Regions from separate parts of the Canis lupus genome. Here all the other regions are linked to region 1. Evidence: chromatin contacts called from public Hi-C data. All regions are on one chromosome and are shown on one strand. Each heading gives the region's core, a stretch centred on a gene start, on an enhancer-like site or on the middle of the called end of the contact. The rest is flanking DNA. Distances are from core to core; before and after follow the strand shown. Region 1 holds the start of PWP1 (periodic tryptophan protein 1 homolog). Region 2 holds the start of FBXO7 (F-box only protein 7). Region 3 holds the start of RTCB (RNA-splicing ligase RtcB homolog).

Region 1 (3,969 bases), core at 1,048-3,547:
TGATGATAGGTGATGAATCAGTCACTCAGTTTGCACTAAACCACCTCTAGTGATACAGAAATTCTCTTGAGGGATGACGTTCATTGTTCCAACAGTTAAGGGCTTTTAAGTTTAATTAAAAGATATTTCTTTTTATTTTTAAAGATACTTTCCTAATTACTCTCATTGATCCCAGTTTTGCTGGGATTTTGTAGAATAAACTCAGTATCTTCTTCCTATTTTGACTTTGTAGAATAAACTCAGACTCTTTAAGCAGCGGTTGCCAAATTTTTCTGCAATCAGAATCATGGGGGAACGGGGGGGGGGGGGGGGGGGGGCGGGGAAATCTTCTAAAACTCCAGACCAATTAAACTACAATATATGGGAGTAGGGCACAGGTACTGTGTGGCACTGGAACTCATCCTCTGGAGATCAACCAGGCTCCACCAACAGAGCCAGCCAGGTGCCTCAGGCATCAGTATTTTTCAAAGCTCCCTAAGGGGTTCCAGTGTGTAGACATGTTGGGAACTTATATAGTTTTTAAAAGCTAACAAGTCTCTCTCTTTTTTTTTAAAGATTTTTTTTTAACTTTTTTTTTTTTAATTTTTATTTATTTATGATAGGCACACAGTGAGAGAGAGAGAGGCAGAGACACAGGCAGAGGGAGAAGCAGGCTCCATGCACTGGGAGCCCGACGTGGGATTCGATCCCGGGTCTCCAGGATCGCGCCCTGGGCCAAAGGCAGGCACCAAACCGCTGCGCCACCCAGGGATCCCTTTTTTAAAGATTTTATTTATCCATTCATAGAGACAGAGAGAGAGAGAGAGGCAGGTAGAGACACAGGCAGAGGGAGAAGCAGGCTACATGCAGGGAGCTTGACGTGGGACTCCATCCCAGGTCTCCAGGATCATGCCCCGGGCTGCAGGTGGCGCTAAACCGCTCTGCCACCAGGGCTCCCCTTGTCTCTTTTTAATCAATAATTAATTTCTAATGAGATAATTTCCTGGCACTATTCTCTCTCTATATATATGCATTGAGTATCTACTGGAGCCGAACACCAGAGAAAATGGTGAATAAAATAAGCCCAGGGGCACCTGGGTGACTCAGTGGCTGAGCATCTGCCTTTGGCTCAGGGCGTGATCCCGGGGTCCTGGGATCGAGTCCTGCATGGGGATCCCCCAGGGAGCCTGCTTCTCCCTCTCCCTGCATCTCTGCCCCTCTCTCTTCTCTCTCGTGAATACATAAAAACCTTAAAAAAATACCCCACCAAAACCCAAAAAACAAGCACAGTCTGCGTGCCCTGGTGGAAGCTAAACCTTCAAGGGCTCTGCCAATCCCTCATTCCTGTTAACTTCACCTCCCGATACTTACATTCCTATCACGTTTCAAGGCCCCCCTTTCATTCATAGCATTTACTCCCACTGACATCTACATACATGTCGACTCCATACAGGCAGGGAAGTTTTGTTTTTATGCCTAGCCCTAGACCCTGAACAATGCTGCAAACATAGAAAGCCCTGAGTAAAGATCAGGTGAACAACTTAAGTAATCTTCATCTCTCCTCTGGACTCGTTGTCGAACTTCTGCAGGTTTTTCCTTCACGATGTGCCATGTTTACCTCTCATCCCCCAATGCCACATCAACATCTCACTTGGATCCCCGCGAGACATTACTATTCAACTCCCAGCCTCAGGACATCATGGTCTCCACAGCAGTTTTCTACACCGCAGCTCCCATCCTGCTCCTCCGGACTCCGAGCCCATGAGTGGACGCTGGTTTCACACACGAGCTCCCTCTTCTCGCTGTGCCTGGACACGCCCTGGGCTGCGTGTGAAGCTTCGGGGCCGTCAAGAAGGGGCTGCGGATTTCCCACTCTGGGCAGCACCCCGCCCCCTCCCGCCGCCAAGGCCACGTGCGCGCGAATTCGGGGGGTAGGGACCGAGAGGGCGCGCGGCCCCCCTCACCACACCCGGGCCGTCACGCCCGCCAGGCCCGGCCGCGTGGAGGGGGCCCAGGTTCTCCAGGCGGGCCTGGACGAGGATGCCGCGAAGAGGCCGCTCCCCTTCCCTCCCGGCGACCGGGCCTCACCTTGTCCGGCGTCTCTTTGGCCACGCCGCAGCGGACCCAGGCCACGCACGTCACCTGGCGACTGCGGTTCATGGTCCTCACCTCAGGGACGCCTCGCGCTACAGACTCGGCCCCAGCAGCACTGGGACCCCCGCCGCCCCGCGGCCGTCGCCGTCGCTGACAGCCCTGCGCCGCGGCCCGCACACAGCACACGCGCACGCCGGCGTTTCTGCGCGTCCGCGCCCGCTTCTGACGTCATTCCGCGGCGCCGCGGAAAGGGCTGGAAGCGGAAGCGGAAGCGGCTGCGGCAGCGGCTGGGCGCGGCGTCCAGGACGTGAGTGACGCGGGTGGGCTCTTGACGACGTCACTCCTGTGACGGTCTCTGCGGGCTACGCGGAGGCCGCAGGTAAAACTGGAGCCGTCGGGGTCAGAGACTTTCACTTTGCCTGCAGTTCCTTTTTCTTTTTTTTTTTTTTAAGATTTTATTTATTCATGAAAGAGAGAGAGAAGCAGAGACACAGGCCGAGGGAGAAGCAGGCTCCATGCAGGGAGCCCGACGTGGGGCTCGATCCCGGGACCCTGGGAGCACGCCCTGAGCCAAAGGCAGGCGCTCGACCACTGAGCCACGCGGGCGTCCCTGCGCCTGCAGTTCCATAGGCTTTTCACTGACAAATGGTGGCTTGTGGTTTTCTCCTTTTAAAGCTTTCTCCCGAGTGGACTTGTCCTCCCAGGGCGACACCTCCGCCGTTACATTTCACTACATTCTTGGGTGTGACTTCCTCACCGTGAAGCACGTAGCACGGATTATGAACCTAAGTGCGCACGAGGGGCTGTAGCAGCTGCAAAGGGCTTAGTATGCGCCAGCTACGATCTAAATGCCTTATGTTAGCTTGGTTACTTCTTAAGCCTGTGTGGGAAGTCTTTTTTTTTTTTTTTAATTTTTAAACATTTTTATTTATTCATGAGACACACAGGCAGCGACACAGGCGGAGGGAGGAGCAGGGTCCCTGCGGAGCCCGATGCGGGACTCGGTCCCGGGACCCCGGGGTCACGCCCTGGGCCGAGGGCAGACGCCCAACCGCTGAGCCGCCCCGGTACCCTGGGGGTCCTACTCCCCTCTTACACACAGGGGTCCCACAGCCGGTGATGGTGCCGCTAGGACGCGACCCCTGGCGGTGTGACCCTAGAGACCCCTTGTTACCTGTGCCGCGCTCCTCAGCTAAGGTCAGAGTCACCTATTCCAGGAAGTGTCCGTGGCTAGAGGGGACTGCAGAGTGGCAAGTCTTCGCATCTGGGTTTGACTTCCTTCTTGGCTGTGTGGCTCTGTCTAGCTCATCTGCCCCCTCTGAGCTTCCATCGGGCTCTCCTACCTCAGATAGGGAAGCAAAACCAGGAGAGTGGCTACAATGGGAAGTATATGGTCTGCCCCTGTTGCATCGCCAAAGTGGGCTGTCCACCCGTGGGGTCAACTCATGGACATTTTTGCAACAGATCTGTCTTCACGTAAAATATTTTACATGGTTCTCAAAACAACACTGATGAGACATCAAGAATTACCTCCATTTTTAAGGTGAAGTTCGCGGTCACTAGCCTTACTACCCTGAGATCGCCCGTGGGTGGAAACTGCAGAACTCCAACCAGGCACCATGGTCTCTCCCCACTTGGCCGAATCCCCTTGGGCTCTACCAGCCTGAGGAGGGATCCTCTCAGGAGTGAATCTCACTCTGAGGGCAGGCAGATGATGAGTTCATGAAGACCGCTTCCAGTGCTATTTCTGTAAACCGATTCTTCTGTGGTTTCTTTGCTTTTGGCTCATTTAGAAAGGTAATGTGGCAGGGGATCCCTGGGTGGCGCAGCGGTTTGGCGCCTGCCTTTGGCCCAGGGCGCGATCCTGGAGACCCGGGATCGAATCCCACATCGGGC
Region 2 (3,969 bases), core at 489-2,988, 200 kb before region 1:
TTTCAGAAGCTGAAGCTTACATTCCTTCCAGTTAACCAGCCTCAACTATAAAAACAAACCCAAAGGAGAAACTAACTTGGGCTCTTAAACAGTCCTTTCAGGAGTGCCCTTAATTAAAAAAAAAAAAATATTAATGAAATACACATACATACATATGAAAAAATATTTTAAAAAGAAGGTCCTTTTGAGATTTCTGGTGGGGTGATGACATTAACATACAAAATGCTTAGGCTTACCACCAGGAAATAACAATAGGCGTGTCACTTAATACAACACTCAACAGTTCAAATCTCATTTTTGATTTGGAGAAAAAACAGGCTTACTTTTAATATAGTAAATGAAAATGAAAAATGAAAGGTGACAAGTTCATAACATGGCCTCATTTTATTCTATTCCCTAAAAATAAAGTCAAAATCTATAAAAGTCTCAGAAAAAGGACCCACTTAGGGGCACCTGGGGGGGGGGGGCCCAGCTGGTGATCTCGGGGTGCCCGGATCAGTACCGCACCCGGCTCCCCGCAGGGACCCTGCTTCTCCCTCTGCCTGTGTCTCATGAATAAATAAAATCTTAAAAAAAAAAAATCCGCTTAATTAACAGAAAGGTTTCCTTTTGAAGAATTCACCTAGAAAGCCCCAGCGACTACCCTTGTTTCCTCAGCACGCTCAAACGCCCAATTCGCTCGCTCAGTTCGCGAAGAGGCCCACCCCTAGCTTTGTCCCTCGGCCCCCAGACTGTCATCCCCGGAAAACACTCGGTGGAAACGAAGTCTCATTTGCAGCCCCATTAAATTAATAGCGGATTCCGGTCCTTGATTTCTCAACGTCACTGCCCCCAAACCGCAAGCCCTCCAGGGTCACCCCAAGACCCACGTTTACCTTAGTTTTAGCAAAAAAGCAACAGCTCGGCCGGGGAACCAGAAGCACCGCAGCACCCACACCCTGAACCGGGTCCCGCCGCGGGCCGCGCACCGCCCGGCGCAGCCTCCAGCCCGCTCACGGCGGCCTCGGAGCGCGGGCCGGTCCCTAACTTCTGGAACTTTCCCGACGTGTTCCCCGGAACCCTGCGACCGCCGGGGACGGTGACCTGCGACCCCACCGAGCCCGGGAAAGTCCCCCCGGAGCCGAACCCCCGCGCCCGCCCCGGCCGGTCCCCGGCTTCCCCTGCGGCAGAAACGAAGGCGACGGCTCACCCTGCAGGGGGACCGGGTCCCCGGGACGCCGGGCCATGTCGGCCGCAAGCCGGGGGCCGCCGAGCCGCAGCGCTAGCGCCCGCGCCGCCCGGGCCTCCGCGCGTCACAGTCCCGGGGCCCTACCCCCGCCGCCCCGCCGCCCCGCCTCACGTGACCGCCCGCAGCAGGCGGGGAGCCCCCCGCGCCCCCCCGCGCCCCCGCGCCCCGCCCGGCCGCCTACCCGAAGCCCCAGGAGGGCAGCAGGGCCTGGCTCAGGTGCGCGCGCAGCTGGCCCAGCGTCGGCTCGGCGTCGGGCAGATCCAGCGGCCAGGTCCGCTTCTGGAGCCGCACCCGCAGCTTCATGGCGGCGGCCGGAGGCCCGGGGGCCCGGGGGGGGCGGGGGCGACTACCGGAGCCGCGAGGGTGCCGAGGAGGAGCGGAGAGAAGGCCCCGCCACGGCCCCTGCCGGCCGGTCTCTGGAACAGGAGCGCCTGCCCCTCGCGTGAGGGCGCCCCCTGGAGCCACCCCGCGGGCGGGCGGGTGGCGGGCGGCCCCCGCCCAGCCCCGCGGCTCGGCGTTCTGCGATCGATGACTCGGCGCGCAACGGCGCCGCCTGGGCGTGAGAGGCTCGCAGTGCGCAGGTGCCGCGGCCGCCACGCGGGGCGGGGGCGGGGCCGGGGGCGGGGCCGGGGCCTGGGCGGGGCGGGGGCGGGGGCGGCGCGGCCCCTTCGTGGCCAGGGCTGTGCCGGCTCCTCCCAGGCGGCCGCGGAGGACGTTCCGTCGAGGGCGCGGCTGCGGGGTGCGTGACTCGCCGCTCTGCGGGCCCGGGCGTGCCGGGCTCGTGCCGCCTGCGCTCCGCGGCGCTCAGCTCCAGCCGCAGGCCTCGGCTCTGAGAAGCCTGCGGTGCAGCCCAGGCTCTGCCCGTCTCCTCGTGGAACAGCAAAATATGAAACAGCTTGTGGTCCCCTGATCTGTGTCGGAGACGAGAGGAGTAGTGTGTCGCTCAGCAATCACCCCAAAGCTTCGCAGCCTAAAACTACGAATATTAATTGTCCCAGAGGTTCTGTATGGGCACGGCTGGGTGGGTGGGTCTGTCTTGGTCTCTAGAGATTCCAGGCAAGATGTAGGCCGGGGCTGCAGTTACCTGAAGCCTTGACTCAGGCTGGAGAACCTGCTTGCAGGAGAGCTCCCCCGACTGTGGGCGGGAGGCCTGGTTTCCACGGCGTGGACCCCTCCGTAGGGCCAATGGAGTGTCCCCGCGACACGGCATCTGGCCTCCCTCCTAACACGTGGTCCCGGAACGACCAAAGCAGGAGCTGCGATGTCTTTTGTGCTCTAGCCTCGGAAGGCAGGCACCACCACTTCTGTCATTAGAGCCAACCCTTCAGTGTGGGAGGATCAACCCAAGGGCATGAATAGCACTGGACAGGGATCACTGGGAGCCGCCTGGGAGAACCCTATCCTGGGGAGTCGGACAACAATGATGATAACTTAGGGAATGGTCAGATTTCATCCTTGTATGCTAGCCATTGTCCAAATCATTATTAGAGTTGAATGAAGTTTCTCCCAGTAGGTGGCAGTACTTGTCCACGTCCTGATCTTCAAACAGGCATCAACACCTACTTTGGGCCAGGTATTATTCCAGGTGCCTGGGGACTCAAAGAATGAGTGCAGAGTTTACAGTTGAATGAATCAACTCTTGTAGTAGAGTGTAATGATTTTTTTTATTATAAAGAACAATCCCGAGGGGTGGGGTACATACAGAAGAGTGATTGTGCCCCTAAATTCTTTAGTGGCAAGCAATATGAGATTAAGGAAGGCTGGTAGGAGCAGGGTGGCTCAGTGTGACCAGAGGGAAGGACAGAGTGGGTACTTTTCCAGATAAAGCTTTGAGCTAAGCAAAGGATTTGAGACACATTCTAGAATGTATGGGAAGCCAATGCAGAGTTTTAAGCAGGGGATTCTTTATCAGGTTTCTTGGTTCTGAGCAATAGAGATTGAGTCTGGCTGACTAACAGGGAACATGTTAAAAAGGATACCGGATAGCTCCGGGAATTCTGTGAAGGACTAAAGAAGTGGTTCCGGGCTAATTCCAGAAGTGAAACTCAGAACCACGCTGAAGAACTGGCCTGGTGAGGAAACTACTATGACTGATTGGGATTGCAGCTGCTGCTGCTGCCGCACCCCGCCCCAGGATGACACTGCTGTCACCCTGACAACCACTGCAGAATGGCTGCCACCTTCAAATGCCACAAGTTGTTACAGCCTCCTGCACCAACAAAATGCCAAGCTTCCAAAAGAGCCTATTTTCTCACCTTACTTCTAAATCAAAGGCTCATAGGGGGCATCTAATTGAGGGAGACTGAGGCCCACGTCTGAGTCCTGGCTGCAAAGGAGACTGAAATTGGGGGTCTAAACTCTTCCTTAGAAAGGCAGGACCTAAAATAATTGGAATTTCCTCAGTGCAGAAAGGCCATTCAAAAGACGGTAGGAAGCCATGAGTCTGACAGATATACACCACAAGGGGCATAGCTGAGATCTGAAATGTGAACCTATCACCTATTGAGTGTAGGGGATATATTAGATCAGGGTTCCTCAACCTTGGCACTGTTGACATTTCGGGCTTCCTGAGTCTTAGTTGTGGAGGACTCATGTATGCCTTGTAGGATGTTTAGCAGCATCCCTGATCTATCCACAAAATGCTACTAGAAACCTCTCCCCCAATTGTAAAAACCAGAGCTGTCCTCAAACTCTGCCACATACTCCCTATAGGGCGAAATTGCCTTGAAAACCACTGGATT
Region 3 (3,969 bases), core at 582-3,081, 140 kb before region 1:
GCAAACTGAATTAAAGAGCTAAATCAGGGTGTGTGTCTGTGGGTGTGTGGAGGGGTGGGTGTTTCAATGTGTGTTTATGTTCGGATGCACATTGTGTGTTTCCTGTGTTTATAAGGTGCCGGGGCCAAGAGTGAGGCATATGCCTCTGAACAGGTGCAGGAGAAACTCTGAATACAGGTTTGCATGAATGTTTCTGGAGGAACTCCCTTTAGATCTCCTAGCAACCCAGGGTTTCCCCCACTTCCCTGCTTTTTGGATTTTATGTTTTATATTTACAGCTACTGCCCCTTGTATTTAATTAAACTTGTTTTCTATCAATGCCAACCTTGTCTTTTTATTTGAAAACTTATCTGCCCTGGATTTTTTTTTTAATAAAATAAAGATGAGAGAATTTAGCATCTTTATTTTTTTTAAGATTTTTCATTTATTTATTCATGACAGACTCCCAGAGAGAGAGAGAAAGAGGCAGAGACACAGGCAGAGGGAGAAGCAGGCTCCATGCAGGGAGCCTGACGTGGGACTCGATCCCGAGAGACTCCAGGACCAGGCCCTGGGCCGAAGGTGGCACTAAACCGCTGAGCCACCTGGGCTGCCCAATTTAACATCTTTAACCAAGTTGACAAAAAGTGAGGGTGTGCAGACTTCAAGGCTCGATTTAAAAAGGAACACCCTGTCTCTTGGATGTTTCTGGTAAGAAATAGTGGTCACAGGAAGCTCTGGAAGTTATACCACTTCTTTAAGTTTTAGGATTTTCCCTCCCAGATGAAATGAAATGACAGTGCAGAGTCCTAAGCCTAGATCATTTGTAGTTGGCAATATACCTAATCATTGGGGTGAAATGGGGTCAGAAGAGGAGGCAAGGGGCACCCCCATGGATAATGTAAGAATGACTAGAACCCACCGCTTCATCTCCCCGGAGCTGACAATCTAGGAGCGAGTGGAAGACGGCGGGTTCCTGCAGGGCCAAGCCCCGCACTGGTTACTCCACACTGCCACCCACTCAATGCCCACAGACACTCGGAAGAACTGTGGTCCCATTTCACAGACGAGGGAACAGAGGTGACGAGGGATGAATCCTACAGGGCTGGTAAAGCAGCCTCTGCGTGCAAGGCAGAGGTAGAATCTGAATCCAGGTCTTCCCAAGTCCAAAGTCGCCGCTATTTGCATGAGGAAGGACTAGAGGCCGCAACAAGCACGTCAAAATCCCCTTCTAGTGTGAGCAAGAGACGTGCGCATAAAGAGCGTGAGCACAGGGCCCTTGGGACCCCGGGAGGCGGTGCGGGGGGCGCGGGGGGCGCGGGGGGCGCGGGGGGCGCGGGGGCGCGGGGGGCGCGGGGGCCGGGCCGGCTGCGCTCCGTTCGCCTTCCCCGCGCACGCGCGGCCGTACTAACCACCGCAGCGGCGCTCGCCGGACTCAATGATAAACTGTCACTTTCGTTCTTTGGAATGACAGAGACTTATTGAAGGTGCACCCACAGATTCATTCTCAGGCATTACGGATTTCCAGGAACATGCTTCTCGGCTGCAGACAGCTCCCCCCTCGCTGCTGCGGACGTAAACACCCAGCAGATATTCACTACAGCGCTCGGGCCTGATCCGCATTCTTCCAGCGCTGAAAAGCACTCCCAAAACGAAGGATGACTACATCTCACTAAAAATGACTGCCTTCAGGCTTAGCTTTCAGCCGGGAAGGAAAGGACCCGTCAATATCCGGAAAGGTGCACACTAGAGGGCAGTCTAAGTTAACGAGAGAAAAGCGATTTGGCGCTACGAGTTTCGAGCCTCGGCGCTCGCCGTCGCCCAGCCTGCGGCGGAGCTGGCCGCGCCTGCGCGTCGGGCTCCGGAGGGCGGTGCTTCCGGCCGCGGGACAGCGCGGCAGCGGCTCTTCGAAGCGGAGCCGGGAGTTCTCGTCAGCCTTGTCGCCGCCATGAGTCGCAGCTATAATGATGAGCTACAGTTCTTGGAGAAGATCAATAAAAACTGCTGGAGAATCAAGAAGGGCTTCGTGCCCAACATGCAGGTGAGGCGGGGAACGGGAGCCGTTGGCGAGGCCTTCCCGCCTGGGGGCCCGCGGCGCCTCCCCCTCGTCCCGACCCCCGCCCCCTCGCCCCCCCGCCCCCCCCGCCCCGCCTCCTAGGCCCCCCCCACCCCGCGTTCGCGCGGGACCGCCGTCGCCCGCACCCCGGCCGGCCCCACCTCCCGGCAGAGCGGGACGTCCCCGGGGAAGCCCTAGGGGTCGCCACATCGGCGCTTGTAAGGCGCTTTGTCATGGAAGTCTCGAAAACGCACCGTAGGACCCGACGCTCCCGAGCTTTAGGGGACGCCAGTGTCCCTTTTTTTTTTTTTTTTTTCCCCCCTTTCCTCGGTGGCACAGCCAGCCCAGGGCGGAGTTGCCGGCCTGGAGCTCCGCTCCCGAGTCTCGCGGGCCTTCTGCGCGGCGCGCACGGACCTCGGTTCGCTGAGGCAGTTGTTAGCGGCCGCCGCCTGCTAAGGCGTGTTTGGGTCTCGCAGCGTCGAGAAAGTTCACAGGGCAGGGTGGCTCGTGTCTCGGGTGATAGTCCCCCGGCTAGGGCTGGGTCGGGAGCGCAGCTTCCGCCCGGTTAGTAGCGGCTCAGCCCCTACCCGACACCTGCGTTACGGTTACTGGTCCTCCTCGGACAGAATGATGCGTTCCCGACGGAGACCTGGGAACTCCGTCCGTACCAGGGGGTGCGAAAGCCTGGGCTCACCGCCGCCCGGGCTCCCTGCCACTTGTGCCTGTTCCGCGAAAGTGAAGGAAAAAGTCAGGTTTGGGTGCATATGTTGTTAAATAGGTCTTTGAAGTCTCTTAAGGTGCCCTGTCCGGGTATGGGAGGTTTGTGGCTCTGTGTCCTTGGTAAAAGTTCCTGACAACGACTCTACTCGTTTACTCAGTATCGAAACTTAACTGAGTGTCGCCCATGAGCAGAGCTAGACACCGAGAAGAAAGGGCCACAGACATAAGGCTCCTTTTTGCTGTTTCCCATTTAGCCGGTTTCTGTATGTGGACTCTGGCTCCCTGAATGGAGGAGCAGGAGAAACCAGGCCGTGGTGGTCCTGATGACGCACCGTCAAGGTCTGGCAGCGGTTCTGGCCTAACGTTTGATAGACGCACTGTTGCTGATCCTGCCTCGGAGCAAGTCTTGTTTTGCTAGGCAGTTCTGGTTTAACCATTTGTAAGACACATTACTACCACTTCCCTAAGAGTGGAGAGTTGAAGTCTTGATATGCTGCTCTTAAAAAGTCACCTTTATGCCTTATTACCTCTGTTGTATTCCCATTCTCATGAGATGAGTGAATTTCACAGTGACATGGTATCTTTCTGTCTTCATCTCCATTCCTCGCGTAAGACGCACAGTCTGCACTAAAACTTCTTCCCCAAAACACTCACTTCCCAACTTGATGTCGTCTTTGTGTTTCCTTTATATCTTCTAAATGTCTTGCAGCTCCAGTGACATCTCTTGACTCCGAAGAGCTGGTTCAAATAGTGAACATCCCAGAAACCTCCAGCTCCCTAGGATGCTGAGCCATTTCATCAGTTTCTTCCATAACACTCACCTGTCATAGCACTTGCTTGCTTCATTGCACTCAGTTTTCCAGTCTGGGCTGCATCATGGACCGGAAATTCCTCAAAAACAGGATCTTACATGTTCTTCATATCTTCCCTAATGCCCAGTACAGTGCCTAAAGCATACTAAGTCCTCAGTAAATGTTTGGTAAAGTAATAAATGTAGCCCTTAGAAAATTGTACTGGAAACATTTTCCTTCAGCTGGTGGTGTTATTCACACAGAAGTCTTCTTTCTGATAAAGAAATTTGTCCAGATAATTAAATGTTAAGTCTTTGTTTCTCTATTAGCGTGAGTGGGCCTGTGGTGTTACAGAATTGTGTCCTCCATCGTCTTTTGTATTCTTTTATCAAGCTTCTTTATCCTCTCAAAATTATGTAGATT

The links. Hi-C and Micro-C count contacts between places; a contact is called where the count stands out from the background.
Region 2: a Hi-C map of blood shows a contact between it and region 1, with 8 times the contacts expected there. The contact joins the promoter of FBXO7 here to the promoter of PWP1 in region 1. A contact is called at or near these places in 3 of 9 Hi-C or Micro-C datasets (blood and skin fibroblasts).
Region 3: a contact with region 1 is called in a Hi-C map of blood, with 5 times the contacts expected there. The contact joins the promoter of RTCB here to the promoter of PWP1 in region 1. A contact is called at or near these places in 4 of 9 Hi-C or Micro-C datasets (amygdala and blood).

Annotation. Positions count from the first base shown.
Region 1 is chr10:32,204,515-32,208,483 of UU_Cfam_GSD_1.0, forward strand. PWP1 (periodic tryptophan protein 1 homolog) reads right to left here and starts at 2,298. Exons shown (of 15, transcript XM_038550768.1): 1 at 2,068-2,298. The coding sequence starts at 2,139.
Region 2 is chr10:32,005,259-32,009,227 of UU_Cfam_GSD_1.0, forward strand. FBXO7 (F-box only protein 7) reads right to left here and starts at 1,739. Exons shown (of 9, transcript XM_038550750.1): 1 at 1,410-1,739. The coding sequence starts at 1,531. BPIFC (BPI fold-containing family C protein) reads left to right here and starts at 1,688. Exons shown (of 18, transcript XM_038550757.1): 1 at 1,688-1,809.
Region 3 is chr10:32,066,818-32,070,786 of UU_Cfam_GSD_1.0, forward strand. It overlaps RTCB (RNA-splicing ligase RtcB homolog), which reads left to right and starts at 1,832. Exons shown (of 12, transcript XM_038550762.1): 1 at 1,832-2,020. The coding sequence starts at 1,928. It overlaps BPIFC (BPI fold-containing family C protein), which reads left to right. Exons shown (of 18, transcript XM_038550757.1): 18 at 1-318.